2 separate regions of the Xenopus laevis genome follow, and region 1 is linked to region 2. The links are chromatin contacts, called in public Hi-C maps. All regions are on one chromosome and are shown on one strand. The core of a region is the stretch at or near the end of the contact, and the rest is flanking DNA. Distances in the headings are between cores, read along the strand shown.

What was found. A called contact is a pair of places that touch in the nucleus more often than the background predicts.
Region 1: a contact with region 2 is called in a Hi-C map of the XTC cell line, with 2.7 times the contacts expected there. The contact joins the promoter of pusl1.L here to the enhancer-like site in region 2. A contact is called at or near these places in 2 of 4 Hi-C or Micro-C datasets (the XL177 cell line and the XTC cell line).

The regions. Positions count from the first base shown.
Region 1 is chr7L:97,076,485-97,081,193 of Xenopus_laevis_v10.1, forward strand. It overlaps pusl1.L (pseudouridine synthase like 1 L homeolog), which reads left to right and starts at 2,429. Exons shown (of 8, transcript NM_001092060.1): 1 at 2,429-2,522. The coding sequence starts at 2,464.
Region 2 is chr7L:96,964,910-96,969,779 of Xenopus_laevis_v10.1, forward strand. It overlaps acap3.L (arf-GAP with coiled-coil, ANK repeat and PH domain-containing protein 3), which reads right to left. Exons shown (of 25, transcript XM_041569361.1): 5 at 4,722-4,780; 6 at 2,108-2,291. LOC121395856 (a small nuclear RNA gene) reads right to left here and starts at 576; the gene lies at 382-576. Within about 2 kb of position 3,477, at least 1 of the 7 cell types and tissues checked has an H3K27ac peak or open chromatin away from gene starts, as enhancers often do.

The sequences.
Region 1 (4,709 bases), core at 1,179-3,678, 110 kb after region 2:
AATAATAGCCTTGGTTTGGGAGTAAGATGTTTGACAGGCACGTCTGGAAATGTTTGTCATACAGTGTATTACTAGGTCTGCTTCCTACCACACATACACTTGACCTTATTTTATGAGGCATATGCATTGGCATAGAGTGGCTGTAAGAATTAGTATAAAGAAAATAGTGGAAAATATACATGATAATTTGCATCACATAAATTAGAACTCTTACTTATTACTACTGTTGACTTATTGCTTCTTTGGTATTTTGCAGAATCGACCAACAGCTTTAGAGTGTATACTGAACTTAATGCACAAAGAAGATACAGTATAAGGATGTAAAAATAAGTAAACTGTTTGGGCTTATTACACGTTTGTTATCCTACACTATATGGTCAAATTGTTTCCAAATATGTATAAGTTTGCTACACATTTATGCAATCAGTATAGATGTGCCAAGATCAAGATGCAATCATGCAACCACAATCTGCATTTCCACTTTTCAATTTGTATTCATCTTGCACCTGTTATTTCCTGCATTCTCAGTAGCCTCATCTAGAAACATTTTTACACTGAAGGGCAATGCAATTATTCAAAACCAAGGGGCCGATTCATCAAGAGTCGAATATCGAGGGTTAATTAACCCTCGATATTCGACTGGGAACTAAAATCGTTCGACTTCGAATATCGAAGTCGAACGATTTTGCGCAAATCCTGCGAACGATTAAATCCTTCGAATCGAACGATTCGAAGGATTTTAATCCAACGATCGAAGGAAAATCCTTCGATCAAAAAATCACAGCCAAGCCTATGGGGACCTTCCCCATAGGCTAACATTGACTTCGGTAGGTTTTATCTACCGAAGTAGGTGGTCGAAGTATTTTTTAAAGAGACAGTACTTCGATTATCGAATGGTCGAATAGTCGAACGATTTTTACTTCGAATCGTTCGAATTCGATCGAATTTAACCAATTCGATGGTCGAAGTACCCAAAAAATACTTCGAAATTCGAAGTTTTTTTAATTCGAATCCTTCACTCGAGCTTCATGAATCGGCCCCCTAGTGTTGGATTCATTTTGTATTGCAGCCATATTCCGGACTGAATACTTTGTGCACAAATGCATAAGAAGGTGACAATATCTCTGGTATTAGGTATACACTAAGCATATACGGACAATCAATGGCATGCAGGAATTATTTCCACCTGACCAGTATTTTTCCCTCCTGTCCTGAAAAAATGATGCTTGGTACCAATGTTATTAATAGGGGAGAAAGGTAAACAACCCTTGTGTGTATTTTTTTTTTCCTTGATAAAACCATAGTGTTCATATGCCTTATTAAGATCAATCATTTAGAATGTCAGCACAAGTATTTGTAAAGTAATACACTCGCTTTGAGTCATCAACAATGTTCTATTTAGTGTTTAGATCCCTTATGGTGCGGTCACTGGCGAATACCTTTGTACCTATATATCCAGCTCCTCCAAACCTACAGATCTTTAACACGGAACAATACGGGAGCTGTAATATTTGTCCAGTGTTTTGGCTACGCAAGTGACGACTCTTTAGCCATACCTCCCAACTGTCCTGTTTTCAGAGGGGCAGTCCCTCTTTTGACAGCTCAACACGCAGTCCCTCGTTTGTACTGAAAAGTCCCGTTTTTCTCTGCACTGAAAAGCCAGAAAAAGAAACAACGTTTTTTGGCAGAGAGCCCAGAACAGCCACAGCTGCAGATGAGACACTTTTGTAATAATTTTGAGATAAGCAAATAAGTAATTGTAACAATATAAGATAACAGGTCTCTTGGGGAAACTGACTCACAGCTTAAAGGGCAATTCACCTTCATTAGCAAAACTGTTATAATTGGAAAAAAAACACAGAAATATGTTCAAACTTTCATAACCTGCCAAATTTAGTAAAATGAACATGTAATTAGCAGCGAACAGTTTAAGTATATCTGCGGGGCTTTCTTCACAAAACACTAATTACGCAGATATTACCCTAACCAGTACAGTAATCTTCCCCTCGGCAAAGGTACATGGGCGAGTAGGGCACATCTCTCAGCACAGATCTGTTCATTTTCTACTTGGGCCCGTCCCTTACATTTTTCGTCACAACATGTGAGCCACCCAGTGTCTAAGGACCCTGAAACCGCTCTATCAACGTTGAGCGCTGAAAAAAGAGAGCCGTCCGATGCTTGCCTGAAAATGCGAGCAGCATCCAAAACACACGGCAACCCCACATATTAAGGAATAAAGCTGGACTGTGTCATATAGATGTCATAAAACTTTGGAAATATTTTAAATAGGAGGAATTTGATTTGTTTAAACCCTGGTTTAATTCATTAATTGCGTTCTAGTGTCACGCATTGTAGGGCCGCCTCTTATCATCCTGCTGAAGGTTGTGCTTTAGAGTCAGGCGGATCTCATGCTGTGCAGGGACATTGGCTTTATCCCTGCGTTCCTTACTTGATTGAAAAATAATGCATTCCAGCAAAGCCCGATACTTAGTCTTCTTTCAGTATTATGGAACAAAGTATAGGTAGGTCGGTGAGCCACTTTTTCCATTAGCAGATGCATTTTAGTTATACTGTTACCTTGACAAAATGACAGGCGAGCCAAACCATCAGCTAAAGAACAGGGAGAATATCATTTGTATTTAACCCGTATGAATGACTAGGGTAACTATAACCTGGGCACCTAGTAACAAGCTCAGGGTATGCGGCTAATGCTGCTGTTAAAGGAACAGAAACATCAAAAAATTAAATTGTTTTAAAGTAAATGAAGTGTTGCCCTGCACTGGTAAAACTGCTGTGCTTGCTTCAGAAACACTACTTTTGTTTATATAAATAAGCTGATGTGTAGCAATGGGGGAAGCCAATCGAAGGAGAAAAGGCTCAGGTTACACAACAGATAAGCTCTGTAGAACATAATGGTGTTATCTGTTATCCATATTTTCAATTTCTGCCATTGTTACACAGCAGCTTGTTTATATGAACTATAATAGTGTTTCAGAAGCAAACAGTTTTACTAGCGCAAGGCAACAGTATATGGTATTTTATGACTAAAACACTTTTTGGTGTTACTGTTCCTTTAATGCTGACTCACAGTAGGGTGTATTTTCCATAGTGAGCTGTATGCTGCATTTCCATACTCTGGGTATGGTGGACACGACAGTATGAGGTAGGAAATCCATAACTCCCAAAAGGACAATAAAGAGCACATGGCATATAAGTCTCAAACAGCTCAGTGTGGAAATAAAAACTGTGTAATGTATAAAGGCTGGAGTGACTGGATGTCTCACATAATAGCCAGAACACTACTTCCTGATTTTCAGCTCTCTAACTCCGAGTTAGTCAGCGACTTGAAGGGGGGGGGGCCACATGGTACATATCTGTTCAGTGAGTTTGCAATTGATCCTCAACATTCAGCTCAGATTCAAAAGCAACAGATATGACCCATGTGGCCTCCCCTCAAGTCTCTGATTGGTTACTGCCTGGTAACCAGTCAGCAGGGCCGGAACTAGGGGTAGGCAGAGTAGGCAAGTGCCTAGGGCGCAAAGCTGGGGGGGCGCCAGGCACGTACCTGCTCTGTCGCCTACCCCGTGTCCGGTCCCGTCTCTCAGACTGCCGAATGTAAATGCACCTCTGCGCATGTGCGAACACCATTTTGCGCATGCGCGCTGTAGTGTAGTTTCGCGCACACTGAGCCGGCGCCGTGCCCGCCAGGTTGCCTAGGGCGCCTGGCGGGGTTGGCCCGGCTCTGCCAGTCAGTGTAAACCAAGAGAGCTGAAAAGCAGGAAGTAGTGGCTATTATGTTAGACATCCAGTCACTCCAGCCTTTATACATTACATTTTTGCCTAACTAACTATATTAGAAACATTATTTATTTAGCACAGCCTATCTATTTACCCAGTTTTATTTTTACACTGAACAATTCCTTTAATAAATACTTTTGCATAGAATTTTTGAAAAAAAACCAAACATTTATAAGACACTGGGTTATTAGACACCAGGGCTGATTTACAAATATAGATGCTACATTGCTCAAGTGTAGCTGCTTATAGGCACCAATCTACATTTATTTTTTTAACAGCTGTGTTCATAACTCAAAGGGGTTGCTAACCTTTCAGTTAACTTTTAGAATATTGCAAAAAGCCCTATTTTAGAAACCTTTTCATTGTTTGTCTTCTGCTTCTTTTCAGCTATCAAATGGGGAGTCACTGACTCCTTCAGCCAAAAAAAGATTATTGGACAGACTACAATGTTATTGTTACTTTTGTTTTCCTTATTTTTCTATTCAGGCCCCCTCCTATTCATCTTCCAGTCTCTCGTGCAACCTGCTGCCTGGTTGTTAGGGTGCTAGGGAACCCTAGCAACCAGTGAATTGCTAAATTCCATGCTGGAGGACTGCTAACAAAAAAAGGTAAATAATTCTAAAATGACAAAAAATAAATTAAAACCAATTGCAAATAGTCTTAGAATATGAAAGTCTACATCATAATAAAAGTTAATTTAAAGGTGAACACCCCATTATGAGGTACATTCTTGTCTTTTGTAACTTTTCTGGCACCACCTTCAACTGGGCCAGAATTAGGGCCTTGGCTGAAGTTTCAATTAGCTGATATTGGCACTGCAATATCACAAAGTAACACGACAGCATATGGCCATGATGAAAAGCAACATCAAAAATACTTTGAATGATGAACTGGAAGCAAAGTTAGTTCAA
Region 2 (4,870 bases), core at 2,227-4,726:
CACCACAAAGTGTAACGGGTGCAGTGGGCTTGTCTCAAAAGAGACAGAGCCCCAAACTCTGAGTTCAAAAAGTGTCTTGGCCTAGGGCAGACCCCTTTATCGGCTGCCAAAAGTCCCTCAGAGCAGGAGGCAAGACTAGGGGGGTCCCTTTCCCCCTCCAATCCAAAGGCCTACAAGGGGTCAGTATAAACAATATTTACGTTCACGGTATGTGCCCATGGCGGGGCCGGGTTCAGGGGGAGAAGGAGCCTAATGGCCACACATCTCCCCTCTAGATCAGTGCTCAACCCAGAGGTTTATTGCACCTGATCCAAAAGTGTTCAAAAAAGTGAAGTGCCAGGGTGAACTGCTTCATAAAATGTGCTAAAGCTTAAAGTGCACATAGTGTCATAAAACCACAGGTAAGTAGTGGAGGCCTGTGAGTTCTGACACCCCAGGGTGTGCAAGTCCTGGGCACAAAAAAAGGCTTGTGCTTCAATACTTCAATACGATCAATAGGTTCTCTGTTCCATCAGTGGGGTGTACTGATAAGAACAGATACAACACTTGATCTTAGTCAAAAGGCCAAGAAACATTGATCTGACAATTACCTTAGTGGGTAATATACAGTGGGCAGCAGAACACAAGGCTTTCTATTAAATTCAGGCTCCTTGTAGAGAACCATAGCAACATTAGTTCCAGCAGGATAGCACTGAATGTTCTTGAATGATAACAACCTTTAAGCACAAAGGTGTGTTCTATGCAGCATGTTCTGTTTCAATTAAATAGCAAGCAGCAAAATAAAAAGGTATTTTGCTTGCTCTGATTTTTTTCTGGAATGGTTTCTGAATCAAAATTATACTATTTGCCTAGATTGATTTTGTGCCACATAGTGCCTATGCACAGACCTTGCATCTGGGGCAGGGGTGCCCAAACTTTTTGGAACGAGGGCCAGATTTGGTGAGATGAAAATGTGTGGGGGCCGACCATTCAGCCTGACATTCTTTGAACATTTAACATTAAATTACAGGAATCGAGTAATCGTAGCAGTAATATTTGGGCACATTAGTGAAATGATCTGCCACTTGGTTTATACTGCTGCCTGTGTGCTGAAGGTGTTAGCAATAGACACGTAAGGGCACATAGGGATGCCATACTTCTTTAGTTTACTGTACTGGCACGTCATTACGTCTATTGGCACCTTCAGCCCTAAAGAAATATGCGAAAACAGAGGGTTTCTACATGCCAGTACGTGTCTATTGCTAACACCTTCAGCACACAGGCAGCAGTATAGACCAAGTGGCAGATCATTTCACTAATGTACCCAAACATTACTGCTATGGGATTCCTGATCGCACTGTGCTGGGGGCCTTATTATTATTAATTTCATGATGAAGGCTGAGGGCCGGTGTAAATTTGAAAACGGGCCGCAACTGAATTTTCACTGTTCAGTTGGGTGCAAGGTTTGCCTTTGATTGGCAAGCAATAAATACAGGGCTCATCTGTGCCTTGCAACTCTGAGTTTCCTAGAACGCATGCCTCAATGATGTACATGAGGCATGTCACCCACCCCCTTTGAAAATGAAGTTAGTGAGCAGAGAAGAGTGATCTGATGTGTACTGGTCAATTTTAAATTTTTAACTTCACAAGACGTATTCTTCATATTTTCCTATGAAATTAATTTTCAGCAGACATTTCCAAAATGACCAGCAGGTGGCATTGCTGTTTCAACTTCATTATCTTAGCAGTTTAAAACTGCTAATATTGCTTTGAAGAGCAATTTTACATTAATTTGTTTAGAGGATTTAAATTTCATGTAACTTGCTATGTTTGAGGCTTCCCCTGTCCCTCTAGAATTCATTGCCATGCTGGCTCTGGATGGTGGAGCAGCTTTCCGAAGGCCAAGAGGAATTTTATATAAACACCCCCCTCCCGTTCCACTCAGCATAATCCATTCAGCAGCTCATGACTGCAGAAAATATAAGTTGTTGCAGTCTCTGCAATCATTTTCCCAAACCCAGAAGCTTGAAGCATCATAAATCTGGCCTTTGGTCTTGCTCCGCAAAGCAAAGATTGTATTCAGGTGAAAGAGTTTGGAACAAGAACGAGCATGGTTAGTTGTGCTCACCTGTAATACATAGTCAAGTGCAAGGTGCCGGAAGCATTTCCTCGTTATGGTCAGAGTACTACTGGCCTCTTCCACTTCATGCGGTTTGTGGCGTGGTGCCTGCGCATTCTTCACTAGTGCAATGTCCAGGTCCTCTCTCACCTTATCAAACTGCTTCTTGGATTCCTTAAATTTCCTCACATCACTGAAATGTCAGGGAAATAAGATCAGGGACAAATCATCACAATCTAGGTGTAATTCTATGTAAATTCTATTGGGGCCCAATGACCTTAATCTGAATCTCGCCCCAACTCTTTTTGGTTCATATTCACATCCCAGCGATAATTTCTCCCATTCAAACAGTGGCGTAACTAGATATTACTGGGCCCCACAGCAAATTATTTTTCAGGCCCCCAAAATATTTAGCAGTTGACTTGTTTTACCAATATTTATTGAAACTGTACATGAATTAGGGCCTCGTGGGGCCCCTATACCTCCTGGGCCCCTCTGCAGGCGCAGAGTCTGCTTCCTCTATAGTTACGCCCCTGCATTCAAAAATAGACAAGAGAGAGTAAAACGTGGCAAGGTCAGAAGTAAACAGACAACAACTAGATATCGTGTAGGCAGAGGCTGTCATAGTAAGTTTGCAATTGGTCTGATGGGCGCATACACTAGCAAGAACATGGTGGTTCAACACCTTTTAAAATGTAAAGGTAAAAATAAAACTTTGGGCGTCTTAGAAAAAATGAAGCATTGCATATTTTTTACATCAGGAGATTCAGTTTTTCATTGATGGGAAAGCATTTAGAGAAGAGGAGTCTCTGGTAGAAGAGGAGATTTATTGCGGATAACGAATCTTGTGATGTGCCACTACTTTTAAAGGGGGATGTAAACCCACAAATTTATTTTGCTTAATGAAACAAAATATAAATATGAACAACTTTACAATTTGTATTAATTATATAACAGTAGTTTTAAAATGATTTGTAAATGTAATTGCTATTGAAAGCAGTATCTGTCTGCCCTTTGTTATTCTCTGCACTAGAGGTTCTGACTATTTAAAACTGATTACAACTTGTATTAATATAATGAAACAATGGGTGCCGGTAATCCATATACTTCTAAGGAATCAGTAGTTAAGGGTAGGGGTGCACCTTTCTGTTTCAAGGTCGATGTTTGTGTGTACAATATAAGGAAAGGCATGGTTGGATATCTTAGGAGGTGCTTTAGACAATATCATAGAGAAGAGATTACAAGATGCTTGGCTTCTGGAAACCATTTTTTGTCAGAGTTGCCAATGACATATAAGAGCCGTAATAAAGAGTGAGAGGGAGTAGGGGCTGGCTCTCCTCATGGTGTAATAGACCCTCCCCCCATACACACAGCATTAGCAACTGACAGATTCCCACTTAATTTCCCGTTGCTATAGAAACCATATCCTTCCCGGCTGCCAGGGATTCTGCTGCTTCTGTGGCCTATATACATTGTTTGAATCGGAGAGCTTGCGTTTGGCTGCTGCTGCTGAGTCCTTCTGTGCCTGGGGTACCAATCGCCAAAATCTATGGCACTTCAGCAGTCAGAAGAGTTGTAGGCCCAGAAGCATCTTTCTAAAAGCACGTCCTACATTCTGAATATCATTTATGCTTCTTAATATTATTATTAAACATGAAATTGTTTTACATGCAGCTGTAAGCACAGGTACACGCACAAACCACAGAGCTTACAGTCTTAGGTATAGTGCCTCATCGCAAGTAGTATCATTGATATAAAAGTCATCTATATTATTAGTATTATCACACTCATTTTATGCATTACACATAAGGTTTCAACCTGTAAAGGGTACAGACTGACTCTGAGGAGTACATTAAGGTTGCCACATGGCCGGTATTTTACCGGCCTGGCCGGTAAAAATGATGGCTGATCCCAACGTTATTAAAACGGAAAAAAGACAAATATATAGGAATGCTGTTTTTTTTTCCAAAAAAGGTGGCAACCCTAAGTACATTATGCCCACTCAGTTTGCTAGGATGCGTAATTGTTACCTTGTGAAAAACATGGAAGGATATTTTTCAGCAGTCTAATTATAACTAGTCAGTGGGGCTCATTTATAAATACAAGGCAAATTTGCACCTGGGCAGTAACCCATGGCAACCAATCAGATGGTTGATTACATTGCTCAACCTGCAGGTGACTGAAAAAAGCCACTCATTGATTGGTTGCTATGGGTTACATTTGCAGTGTTCATAAATGAACCTCAGTGATAACTGGAGGAGAGAGTATCATTTGTATTTAACCCATTAGGCGCCACGCTATTATTTGCATGTACCAAATAAAATTGGGACTCCAGGGATTCCAAAACAGCAGAGTTTTTATATTTAGGCTACTGCTAAAACTACAATTCCCAGCATGCTCTAAACTAGTAATGGAGGGTAAATATCAGCTACCATACAGGGTCAACAGAACTAAGACATATTTTACAGGAACAAAACCCAAGGAGTGCATTAGTGAAGTGGTTTAGGTATGCCTGGCTCATTGTCATGTATTCAGCTTATACTGTATTTATTAAGCAGAGAGCTGATGATGATGATACATGGTCAGTATGATGTGAGAGAGATATGAAGCTGAGCTCACTTACTCTTTGACAAAGATGTGCAGCTGCTGCCGTACAGACCTCTGGGCTTGATCAAACAGGATCTGAAAAACATATAAAGAGAAAAGATTGGTTTATTCCTTATTAACAAGGCGGCATGAGATCTTGCTCCAATAGAACATCTGGGAACTTAA